2 separate regions of the Mus musculus genome follow, and region 1 is linked to region 2. Evidence: chromatin contacts called from public HiChIP or PLAC-seq data. All regions are on one chromosome and are shown on one strand. Each heading gives the region's core, a stretch centred on a gene start, on an enhancer-like site or on the middle of the called end of the contact. The rest is flanking DNA. Distances are from core to core; before and after follow the strand shown.

Region 1 (6,236 bases), core at 97-2,596, 330 kb after region 2:
TCTCTCTCTCTCTCTCTCTCTCTCTGTGTGTGTGTGTGTGTGTGTGTGTGTGTGTGTGTGTGTGTGTGTGTATTTTTTTAAAAGCAAAGTCAAGATGCTCTAAAGAACATTCAAAGGCTACCTGAGTTAGAACTTTCAAGAGCACTGACTTACTGTGTGTTGCCTCTTTGTATGGGTCCAAAAGTAGGACTTGTTTGCTAACTAAGGCTGAGACGTGGGTGTTTTCCTGTTTCGGTGATAGTCTTGAGATAGATAGCCTTTCTTTTCTGTATATGTACTTTCCCACAATGCACTTGATTTTATTTCATGTCCACACTCAGTCATGCACAGGAATAAGACTTTAAATAGGATATTCCCTTGAAAGTTTATTCTGAGGCTACCGTTTGCCTTATTGCACATACACTTAAAACCAGTCCAGTCTGGCTTGGCTTACTCCCCTCTTTTCTGGATATATTCTAAGGTGTATATGGTCACAGAGGGGAAGTTATTTAGGGTTGCAAGGTAGTCAGAGGTTGAAGTGACCTGATTGCTTCCTTTGGAGAGGGATGCACATACAGCTCGATGCAGGGGAGGTCCTAGGTTGCTATGTGCTTCCTTGGAGAATGCAAATGTGTGAAGCACAAGTCACGTGGGGCCATTCATTGCTAAGCTATCTCTGTGCTTCTCTGCCTCATTTTGACTTTTTAATCTTGCCTTGACTCTGTGACATAGAGCTAGGCCCCTGTACATTGCCACCTCCTTTCACCCCTGGGATATCAGTTGACCTGATTATCCACTTTAACATTTAATAAGCACACAGATGACAGAGCTATGAAAAAAATGAAATGTTAGTTGCCCTGTAGGAAGCAATATGCTATGTCTTTTATTTAAAAACACTAAAAGTTAATGTGAGAAAGAATATAAATTAATTTTAAAATAGTATTTACTGAGGCAGGTCTTGTCTCTAGAAAAAATTAACATGCCTAGATATTAATGAGAATTTTTTTAAATTATATAACTAGTTTTTATAAGATCATGTATATATCCTGACTATCGTTGAATTTGTATTTATTCTGATATTTTAAATTCAATATTTTATTCTAATTCATCCTTATAGGCATCATTATTTCCTGGATATCATTATAAAAGTCTTGTTTATTTATGTTGATATTTTAAATTAAATGTTTTTTCTCTTTCTTTTTTTGTAGATTATGTTTGTCATTCTATGTTTGTCTTCTTACAATGTGGAAAAATTAAACAGAATAAGGAGTGGATGAGCGGGGGTGGGGGGACGGGGATCTCCTGTGCCCAGATGTTCATGAGTCATTTTATAGCTGTTTCCCTAGAGGCTGCGAGGCGTGTAAAAGAGTATTTGCACAAGAAAGGATGTAAGCTGCAGAAGCCATAAGCTATTTGCTGTCTACCAATCTAAGAACCTAAGAAAACCTATGGAATTTCCTCACTATAAAAATAAAGCTAAGTATTCTCTGTATAATTTCAAATATCTACATGAAAACCAAAAATATTTAATTGCCATGTCTAAACTCTAGGATTCTAAAAATTTCTTAGTTTTGTTTTGTTTACATTAAGTTAATTATGTATGCTGTCATACTCACCAGAGCACATGTCACATGGATGGAGGTCAGAGGTAATCTTGAAAAAGTTAGTTTTCTCCTACCATGTTCTGGAGATCAAACCTGGGCTGTCAGGCTTGGTGGCAAGAGATTTTAATGGTGAACCATCTCAACAGCCCCAAGAACCATTCTTTTTTTCAAGAGAAAAGATTTATTAACTTTTGTCTTAGTGGCTGGATGTTCTGCCTGCTTATATGTCTGTGTGCCACAGGCACCCATGGCCTTCTAAGGCTAGAAGAGGGCATCTGAGCCTTTGAAACTGGAATTGCAGGAAGTTGTTAACATTATCAATGGGTGCTGATAATTGAACATAGGTCCTCTAGGAGAACAGCAAGTGCTCTTAACCACTGGGCCATCCGTCTCTCCAAACCCCATCCACAATAAATGCTGAGAGTGTATTGCTGCTGCCGCCTCCTTAGTTAGGTCTCTCAGGAGAGAATACAACTCTTTTCCACCTGTGGAAGAGTCAATCACCAAAGAATTGAATTGGTGGAATCAGAAAAGATGTGTAAATAATAAGCATTCCGATTCGCAAGTGGATGTGTCCCAAGTAAAAGAAGCTACAAGTTACTTTTCACAGAATGGAATGGATCTTGGGAGAATTAGCAGAGTAGTCTGTTGAGTGGAGCTGTCTTCCAGGTGACTTTAGGCTTACATCTGTGAAGGGCTATCTATTTAGTCGATTCACGTGATAACATCACTGTTATTTTCCTGAAGAAAAAAAAAAAAGTCCTACTTTTTTCTTCAACGATTCGGTCTTTACTGCTCATATATCAGTCATACAAATGGCATCCATGATCTCTTCTGTTGCTCCTGAGCTAATATACAAGCTCATCGCTCTTCACTGTTCTCATAATTTCCTAACAGTCTTGGTCAGAATAAATGGATCTTTTATTTTCAAATATGAGTATATGCATGGGTATGTATACCACTGTATGCTTGCTTGTATTTATTTATTTATTTATTTATTTATTTATTTATTTATTTATTTATGAGATGCCCAATGGCATACCAGCCTTGACTGAAATTGACTTAATCACTGACATTTCAGAGATACACACTGAACATTGCATGTTTGCCTAATCCATTTTGAGGTGCATCTATCACTTGCAACTGGAAGGAATCTGGACTAATACAATCTCTCTTGACCCCCTTGGGCCACCTTGTGCATTCTACTTGGAAAATAATTGCTTTAGAAATGTGGACAGACACATTATGGGAGTTAAAACTCACTTAGGTTGGGATGTAATTCTCCAACCAATCCATCATGTCACTCAGGATCTATTAATCCTTGTCCTGTAGAATCAGAGTAACACTGCTGCTCCCGTTAAGAAATATGACCCCTGTTGCCTGTAGAATTTCAATCGAATTTTTATGCACACAAGTCTTAGCACATAAAAGTGGCATGAATCAGACCAAAACATACTTCTTCCAATTAAAAGGTGTGAAAAGAGCAAAGAGAAATGGTCTTTTCTATTTACCCAACTTAGCAGCTGGCCAGTTCATTAGCGAGTCCTGAAATGCACATAGGTCATAGGCTTTCGAAGTGTGAAGACTCCTTTATAACGAAATCTCAGAAAGGCAACCTTTAAGTCAAAAGTACTATTCCCCAATGAGGTTTATTAATTGAATCATTTGTTTACAAAAGGTGAACGTGGCTCTAAGTGACAGAACTGTTTGCACAGTGGCACCAATATTAGGAAAGCTTATGTGTAATGCATTAGTAATGTAGAGAATGATGCAGCCCAAGTTGGGGTTATTTGTTTAGCACATTAAAATCCAGTTATTTCAACAGCTCCTGAGCGTGAATTGAATTAGCTTATTAAAGTTAAAAATAGTCTCTCAAATATTGCTAATGAATGCCATGAAGTCATTTATTTACCACCATCTCTGGATTTATGAGAGACTTAATGTTGATCATCATTTGGATAGTAGAAATAGTTGTTATTATTGTTTTTTTTTTTTAAGTGATTTTAGGAGGAAATTCAGCCACCATTTAAGTGTCTGTGTTATTTTTCATTCAGTGCTAAATTTTACTAGACATGGTGTTTAAAGCAAGGATATATCTAATACTACCAGAAAATACTATCTCTTTTTAAAGCCATAGCTCACTGTAAAGAATGTTGTGGGAGAAATCAATATTCTCATTAAAATTATACCTTTTAAAAGATTTTATTTTGTCTGATAGTAACTCACTACTGGAGTTGAAGTTTGTGCTGGACTAAGCCAGTTTTCAAGTTGAATTAAAAGTTTATGCATTTTGAATGATTTAGATAAATGAGAACAGTTTTCTCTATGTTCAGAGATGGGTAATTACCAACTAAAAGATTCTCCTAACCTTTGTAGGTTTCAGACATAGTTAAAAGATATCATCTTCTTTAGGGAATCCCTTTGGCAACCTTTATATGTAAGATGTGGTCATTTGACCATCTTATAATGGGCTATCCACGAAAAGACTGTACTAAAGTATGCAGGCTTGCCTTAGCCAAGACCCTCTTTCTCTAGTGAGGATCTACATGGCGTAGGGCCCAGATCACCCAAAGGTAAAGAACTGAACTCACACCTTGAATGATAGAGGAGAGGAGAGTTGCTAGATAGTTATAACCATCTTGGATTCTTTTCTTGAATAAGAAATCATATGTGGCTGCTCTTCAAGAGAATGTTGGTTCAAGGACCCAGAACCCACATGGCGGATCACAACTCTCTGTAACTCCAAGCCCAGGGGATCTGACTCCCCCTTCTTCTAGCATCCTAAGGCACTTGATGTAACTAGTACACAGATGTACTTGCTGACAAAACAACCACACACACAAATTTTAAAAATAAAGGAAAAATGTGAGATATATGTATTAATGTATTGAATTAATAAATTATATTTTTTAAAACAAGCTATTTTAATCCATCTAGATATGACCCAAATCAGCAGATAAAATTTTAACATATCAAATACATGTAGTTTACTGATGAACCATACGAAGATACTAATTATAGAGATACATTTTTATCCATTCTTGCATATTTTTGCTCTTTGGTGGGGAGTGAGGGTCACTAGGTAATTAATGGATGCAATATAGTTTCCATGGAAGTAGAACCTAGCTGGAATGGGATGGTCAGAAGTCTTCTCCAAGTAGGTTAAAAGTATGGGTTTGAACACTTATTACTGGGGGGGGGATCAGAAACCAATAAAATCATACAACAAATGCTACAAATTGGTTATGATGATGGACCCCAATTCTGTTTGGGACACATGAGACAAGGAGCTAACAGAGTTCAAAGACCATTAGTGGTTTTTGCCTCAGTTCAGGACTAAGGACCAAAGCAAGATAGCTTTGTGAAGATCTGGAAATAGAATGTTTCAAGGGAGACATAGCCATTTCCAAAGTGGTATCATCTGAAGGCATGGTTAGCAGGAAATAACCCCGTCCTTGAGTCACAGTTATCATGCTGATGACTATTGATAGCCATCTATCAGATGTAGGCACAGTTATAAATGTTTACAGATCCTAATCATGCATGAGGAAGTAATTCCTATGAGAGGAGGAAGTGATCGTTCCTGTTTTAACTAGTAAGGAACTGAATCATACAAAGAGTAAATAAATTACCCAAGGTTGTATAGCTACTAATTGGAAGATGTTGAATTCAAGTCTGGACAGTTTGAATTCAGAACCTGAGCTGATCCTTGCCTTTCCTTCTCACATACTCGATATGATCCATACAGAATGGTTTTAATAAGAGATCCTGTTATCAGCTAAGCTACCTGAGAGTAACAGACCCTTCTAGAAACAATCAGGAAAGCTTAGAACAGTGTGTGTGGCATTGAACTTCTTCTAGGCAGAAGCTTAAGTTATAGTTGTTCAAAAGCATCAATAGTAATCCTTTGGTGTTCAAAATCTGATTGGTCCATGGGTTTTAAAGTACTGTTACTCACTCATAAGTCTCAAAGCCACAGTGAATATGAGTATGCCACAGGCAGTCGGATGGCAAGATTAATTAGAAGATTTTTAGGGATTTCAAAACAGAGTAACATAAAGTATTCTCTTCACCGAAGAGCAAGCCAAGACACTTATGTAATAGTGGGGATTAGAAACAAGAAAACTGCATATCAGGACAGGGAAAGCCAAACTTATTTTCTGCTGTGATAAATATTGTGACTGCTCCTTTGGGGTTATGGGTGACTTCCTCCATGAATGTCTTACTTATGTGATCACAATTGACTAATGAGGCCATCTGGCCACAGATTTACCAGGAGGATGGGTAGACCTGGATGGTTAATTTCATGTGTTATTTTTGCCGATTTAATTTTTCTTTCTTTGCAGTTGAAGACCATCTTTCTTTCCTTATTTTTTCCCCAATATTGAAAACACTATGACCTGGATGTGCTTAATTCTGGACATCTCTTCTGAACACCTTAAATAAGTGTGACAATGACCTTTGCAGAACTCAGTCACAATAATCTGATTTCATTTATACCCGAGTAATGAGTACTCAGGCCCTTTTATTCAGCTCCCAATTACCAAGAAGACCTTAGTAACATCCCACCACTGCAAAGACCAATCATCCCTTGCAAGTCTGTGCATTTCCAGATACCATATTCATTGCCCCTCCTGATTGGTTTTCTACATA
Region 2 (6,151 bases), core at 2,783-5,282:
GTTACTGTATTGCGTGCTCAGTAAATGAGTGATGGAAAAGGTCACGTGTGAACATGAAGTACCTACAAACTAACTATAATAAAGACATAAGCTTCTTACGTGCTTCCCAGATGCAGGCTGGCTGATGTTATACACTTGTCCTTGTCTAGCAATGTGATGCACAGAGAATGTGTTCAATAATATTTTATTCATTTTAATTAGCTAATTAGCTTCATATTTTATTTTATATATTAATTACATAATATACATTACATTTTACTACTCATATTAATTTTTAATTTTCTCATTCATTTTATTTCTCATTTATTTTATTTTAAATATATAAAATAAAATAAGTATAAAAATAAAAAATAAAATAAATACTTAAAAATCCCTCCCCATGTTTTCCTTTCATCCACTGCCATGCGCTATCCCTTACTTACTTCCATATCTTTCCTCACACCCTATCAAAATTTTGACTCCTTTTCTTTGATAATTATTGCTATATACACATATACACATACACATACAAGTGTGTACATGTAGATATATGACCTACTGAGTTTGTTTAATGTAGTTGTATGTATATGAGTTCAAGGCTGGTCACTTTGTAGTGTACACCCAACGAGGGAGCCCTTCCCTGAGAAAGGATAATTCTCTCACTGTCTGCATCACTCGTTGCCGTTGCCTATAGCTCTGTGTTTAGGGGTAGGACTCTGTGAGATTTCTTCCTTTTGCATTAGTGTGTCTACAGATGTTGTCACCCTTTGGGTCTTGTTGAGGCAGCCATATTGTTGAGGCTTCCTGAGGGTAGCTTTCTTGTCATTTCTAGCATAGACATAGACTTCCTGATCCTCTGATTTTCACAATCTTACTGTCCTCCTTTTTGTAATGTTCCCCGAGTTCCAGGTGCAGGGTTGTGTTGTAGATATATCTGCTGGGGTTGGGATCTCCAGGGTCCGTTAGTCTCTTCCTTTTGACCTATTGTGGTTTTCTGCAAGGGTTTCAGTTTGCTCTAAATAGAAGTTTCTCTGATGGTGGGAGAGAGCTGCATGTCAGATGGTTGGAGTGACATGTGCTCATGTTTGAATGTTTTATTTTGTTCCATGCCTGCTTTTGTGTCAGTACCATATTGTCTTTATTACTATAGCTCTGTATGCTAAGTTTTAAAATCTGGAATGGTAATTCATTTAGTATTTTACTTTTTAACTAAGATTGTTCGGTTATCCAAGGCCTTTTCTAGATGCACATTTTAGGATTTTTTTTTCTATAAGAAACTTTTCGAAGTGTTGAAGATAGGGTTTATCACAGAGTAAGGCAGAGTATTCTCAGGGGTAAGCATGGGCAAGGGACAGAGAGGCCATTGTGCCAACATACATTTTAGGTAGCCTTTATACCACCACTGGACTTCTTTTAGACTTTTAAAACGTATTTCATATTTATGTACAATGTATTTTGATGCCCTCTACCTATTACTCAATGGTCCAATTCATCCTTTTCTTGGACTATTTCCATGACATTCTCCTCCCAACTTCCTCTCTCTCTCTCTCTCTCTCTCTCTCTCTCTCTCTCTCTCTCTCTCTCTAACTTTTAATAACTTACTGAGTTCAATTAGGATATATTCATATGGTGTGTGGTCACTCATTGGTATGCGATTGACCTACTAGGGGATACGTCCTTGAAGAAAATTGTTTCTCTTTCTCTCAGCAACTATCAGTTGCCAATAACTCCTCAAATGCCTTTATGAGATTCTCCTCATCCATGCTGGGGTTTAAGGTAAGTATCTGGTTTTCTCTGGCCGTCTTCTCATATAGGTCCTGGGCAGGTAACTACAGCTGTTGCGAGTTTGCGGAGGCAATACCTTTCTTGTCATTTAGAGCAGAAGCTATCTCTCAGGAATCCTCCCTTACAACTGGCTCTTATAATCTTCTTCCTCCTTTTTATTTGCAGTGTTCTCTGAGCTCTCAGGAGCTCACATGGCTGTCATTTACATGTTGGTTGCTAATGACACCAAAGAGGAGTAAAATATATCTTTCTTCTAGCTTGTTCATGTAAAAAGAATGCACTAAATGTTTTATATAGTTTAGACCTTGGGCATCTTTCAAGGCCTATATATTAAAACTTGGTCTCTAGCCTGTGGCGACACTGGGAGGTGAAGCAGCTGTTAGAAGACATGGCTTCCTGGAAGGAAGTTTGATGAGTGGAGAATGCGCTTGGGTGAGATGGTGAGATGCCATTCTTTTCCTCCCTGCCACAGGCTTTCTTTCAGAATGTCTACCCAACCAAGGCAATCCAGCCAGAAAACCATGAAAAGAAAATCTTTGAAACTGTGAACCCAAACATCCCCCTTCTTTATAAGTTGATTATTGTAGCAAATTTGTCATGCTGATAGAATGTTGCTTTAAATAAGCCAATGCAGTTTCCCTTTTTGTCATCAGAAATGAAGATCATTTTACTGTTTTTTTTTTTTTCTAGTAAGAAAAGTTCTTAGCTATACTAGTATATCTGGGGTTAGGTGATGGTTAATGAGGTGATGGTTAACTATACTTGATTAACCTATCAATTAAAGCACTCTAAAAATGATGAATAACCAAGCTGCAAAGAAAGAGAGGCAGATGGAAGCACTGGGGACTTGCCTTTGAGACTTTGTGCCTTGTGCCTTTCTGACCTATTGCTTTCCTTGTTTGATATATCTATCAATTATTCATTTGTTTGGTTTCAGCTTCCCACTGAATAGGATCACCTCATTCTGCTGCTGCTTTGGTGTCTCTGTACAGTGTGTGGCCTCTCCTTCCTTTGCACATAATGTGTAAATAAGCCTGGGGCTTGGAAACCCCCTTTAGTAGGCAGACACCTCCCCCATGCTACGCTTTCCAATTGAATTTGGTTTAATTTTAGAATAAAAACGTATCTGCACTAATCAAATTTAGTAATTTATTTAAAATATGAAATGTGTATGTTCAAACTAGGTCATTACAGTCAATGACATCACCAGTTTTTGGTTTGTTTGCCTTTGGTGCTTGGGATTGAACCCCTAGGCTTTCTGCATCCTAAGCATCCAGTCTATCTCTGAGCCACATCACTGGCCCCATTTCATCAATTTAAAAATAGTCTTCCACAGCTATTCATTCACTGCTTTTTGTGTTTCTAAGCATTGAGCTAAGGCTACTCCCTTTGAGTTATAATACAGATCTCCTGTAATTTGGGCAATTTTATTCATTCATCAGGATTAAAGACAATTTTCTAATTATGAAATAAACAGTGCTTTGAAACATAGCAGACACAAAGGGCTATATTAATACCATAGCTGTGTGGTATGTCTAAACATTTTTATGACAGAAAGCACATATCTGTATTTTATGTAAGGAAGCAGTAAGCAGACCTGTTATTAAGCAGATGCAATTTGCTAATTTTCACTCTGAGGAGACGCCTTTCATAACACTCACGCCTAACATATATTTACCTTGGGTTCATTAGAAAGAAGAGCAGAAGTGCTCAAACTGACAGCCTGCGTTCCAGTGTTCTAATGAGTGGCCTTGGTGAATGGCCTCTCAAGCCACGAGCCACTTCCTGCTACATTTTTTTTTTCTTTTTTTGGATTGAAGCCTATCAGTTTGTGGAAATTGGCAGACCTGCCCGAAACGAGGGTTTTGAAGGCATTTTTTTTTTTTCAGGAGCAAAACCTAAAATTCTGATGGGAAACCCGAGAGGATTATAGTTAGTAATGCTAGGAAATAGCAGTGTTTGAATTGGATTAATGGTTGACAGAATGAGAAAGCTATCGGTCGGACAAATTACCATGTGGGAGGAAGTAGGAGGGGATGAGTCACTGGAATTTTACTTTCATAGTAGGCAGATTAGCTGAGGTAGAAAAAGTGTTACATATATGTAAGACCTTCTTAGATTTCTAATATGAAAGGCATAAGACAAGAGACTATAGAGTGCTTAGCCCCAAATGGGGCGCATATTTCCTTGTGGAAGAGAGGTGGGCAGAGTTTAAGAACCACAGAGGGCGGACCGCAACAGGAAAACCGGGTTTCCGGACCATCCAGGGCAGTCGCCCCTATGAACTATGGCGATCGTAAGAACATGCAGGAGACCTGTGCGAGCTCCCACCATGGAAAAGGGATGGAGCACGAGGAGTCATGCCGAGCTGAGGAGCTGGGGGCAAGAGAAAGCCCCGGGAAGAGGGGGAGTCAAGTGTTTTTAAGGATACAGTTCCTGATAGGTTGATTATAACCCTGTGGGTAGCCAAACATCCAAGAGTGTATGGATGTAAAACTGGAGTTATAAAAAACAAGAGTATACAATGTTTGAAGGGTTTGGAAGGGTATGGAAGGGAAGGTGAATATCATCAAAATATAATATATAAAATTCTCAGAGAATTAAAAGTAGATATTTATAGCTGTTTTAGTACAGTACCGAGATACAAGAAATCTCTGTTGAGTCAATGTGGGAATAACAATCCTCAGACGGAAAGAGATGGTTATCTTCATCTCGACACAGACAGCTATGAATTGTATAGAAAAGAAACCACTCCTGAAATAAATTGCTTAAAACAGAAAAGAAAATGACTTATTTGGATCCTCTTATAACCAATACTGCCAGGGCTTGGTTTCAAATGTATGGCACAATGTAGTGGCAAGTTGACTAAAGATACACATACGTTCATTTTATAATGATTTAAACGAAATTTCTGCATTTAAGATTTTTTTGTTCCATATTTTTTGTTGTTTAGAACACAGCCTCGAAGGGAAGGGCCATATTTGTGGGCCTGTCTAACAATTAAGAGTGACCACATGGAATGGGGGATGAAAGGGTTAAAGAAGAACAAATATTGAACACAGCTTTTCTATGAACAAACTGCAGGCAGCTGCTGCTTTGCAAGGTAAGCAAGGCTGCGCCCTGTGTCTCATAGCACTTACGGAAGACAGCTAAAAGGATGGAGAAGATCATGGAGGCAGTGTGTGTGTGTGTGTGTGTGTGTGTGTGACAGAGAAAGAGTGAGAATGTGTGTGTGTGTGAGAGAATGTATGTGTTTGTGTGTGTGAGTTTGTGTGAGTGTGTATGAGAGAGAAAGAATGAGAGAATGTGTGTGTGTGTGTGTGTGTGTGTGTGTGCGCGAGAGAAAGAATGTATGTTTGTGTGTATGAATGTGTGTGTGAGTTTGTCTGTGTGTGTAGAAAGAGAGAACTGTGAGTGGGCTGGAGATTCCTGGGGAATATTCTCACAGGTATTTCCTCTGGCTGATAGTCTCTGTGTTTACATTCTTGAGACAGTGTAAACAACAAACTCCATGTTGCAGAAAAGAGAGCAACACAGTTTAACTTTTATAGCGCAGAGTTGCACAGTGTGGTGGAGTACACCCCTGATCCTAGCAGCAAGAAGGCCAAAGTGAGAGGATAACTTTCCAGCTTGGGCTACATGAGATCCTGTCTCACCCTCCCTTGCTTTTCTCCCCTGAAAGAACGTGGCTCAGAAGACAAACACATCCTTTAAGCCCAGAAACCATCAGGCAGAAATTAGCTTTATAGTTAAACCAAAGTGAAAGAGACGGGGGAAAAGAAGATGCATTCCTCTTATCGAGAGCTGTGGGCCCGTGTACCAGAGGTTTTCCATGGAGCTCTCTGGCCCGGCCTGGTGTGAGGGTTCTCTGCTGTCTGCTTACTCGACTTGGTTATTCCATGCCACCCTGCACTGAGTCGGTTTGGGCTGGGCCCAGGAGAGGCCTACTAACCAGTGAGGAGTGTGGTTGAGTTTCAGGCGTTTGGGGAGAGCAGACCTCTTCCCAAGTGTTTCAGCTCTTAGGACAGAAGGCTCAGACAACAGAGTGGTTCTCGCACACCTTTGATCTTTCTGGATAGGATTCTTATATACAGTTTTGGGGTGGGTAAGGGTATGACAACAAGTACTTCTCATTGGTTTGGTCTGAGAGCTGTGGGGAAACCTTATTTGCATGTGGGAGGGCTTGATGTTGCTCCTACGGTGACTGATGGCCATATACCTCTGGTGTGTGTGTGTGTGTGGGGGGGGGGCTGTAGCTGCAACAGGAACTGGGATGGGGAGGAGCCCAGGAGGCATGGCTGAAAACCTTCTGTCCCATGTAGGTGGAAATTACTGCCTACCAGGTCACTGGAGTTCTAGACCTTTGGTCAATAGGGGACCAGGCTAT

What was found. HiChIP or PLAC-seq counts read pairs in DNA pulled down with a chosen protein or histone mark.
Region 1: a FOXA1 HiChIP or PLAC-seq map of pancreatic cancer cells shows a contact between it and region 2. The contact joins two enhancer-like sites. A contact is called at or near these places in 6 of 484 Hi-C or Micro-C datasets (Sertoli cells, bone marrow-derived macrophages, cortical neurons and 2 more) and 1 of 115 datasets of contacts at active chromatin or transcription factors (pancreatic cancer cells).

The regions. Positions count from the first base shown.
Region 1 is chr2:78,391,980-78,398,215 of GRCm38.p6, forward strand. All of the region lies in intron 1 of Gm46750 (a long non-coding RNA gene), which reads left to right. Among named protein-coding and RNA genes, the nearest start is that of Gm46750, 7.2 kb to the left of the region's middle. Within about 2 kb of position 1,347, at least 5 of the 459 cell types and tissues checked have an H3K27ac peak or open chromatin away from gene starts, as enhancers often do. A contact at or near this core is called in pancreatic cancer cells, where this site is marked.
Region 2 is chr2:78,056,434-78,062,584 of GRCm38.p6, forward strand. 4930440I19Rik (RIKEN cDNA 4930440I19 gene) reads left to right here. Exons shown (of 7, transcript NR_108098.1): 2 at 4,718-4,867. Among named protein-coding and RNA genes, the nearest start is that of Gm52519, 7.5 kb to the left of the region's middle. Within about 2 kb of position 4,033, at least 36 of the 459 cell types and tissues checked have an H3K27ac peak or open chromatin away from gene starts, as enhancers often do. A contact at or near this core is called in pancreatic cancer cells, where this site is marked.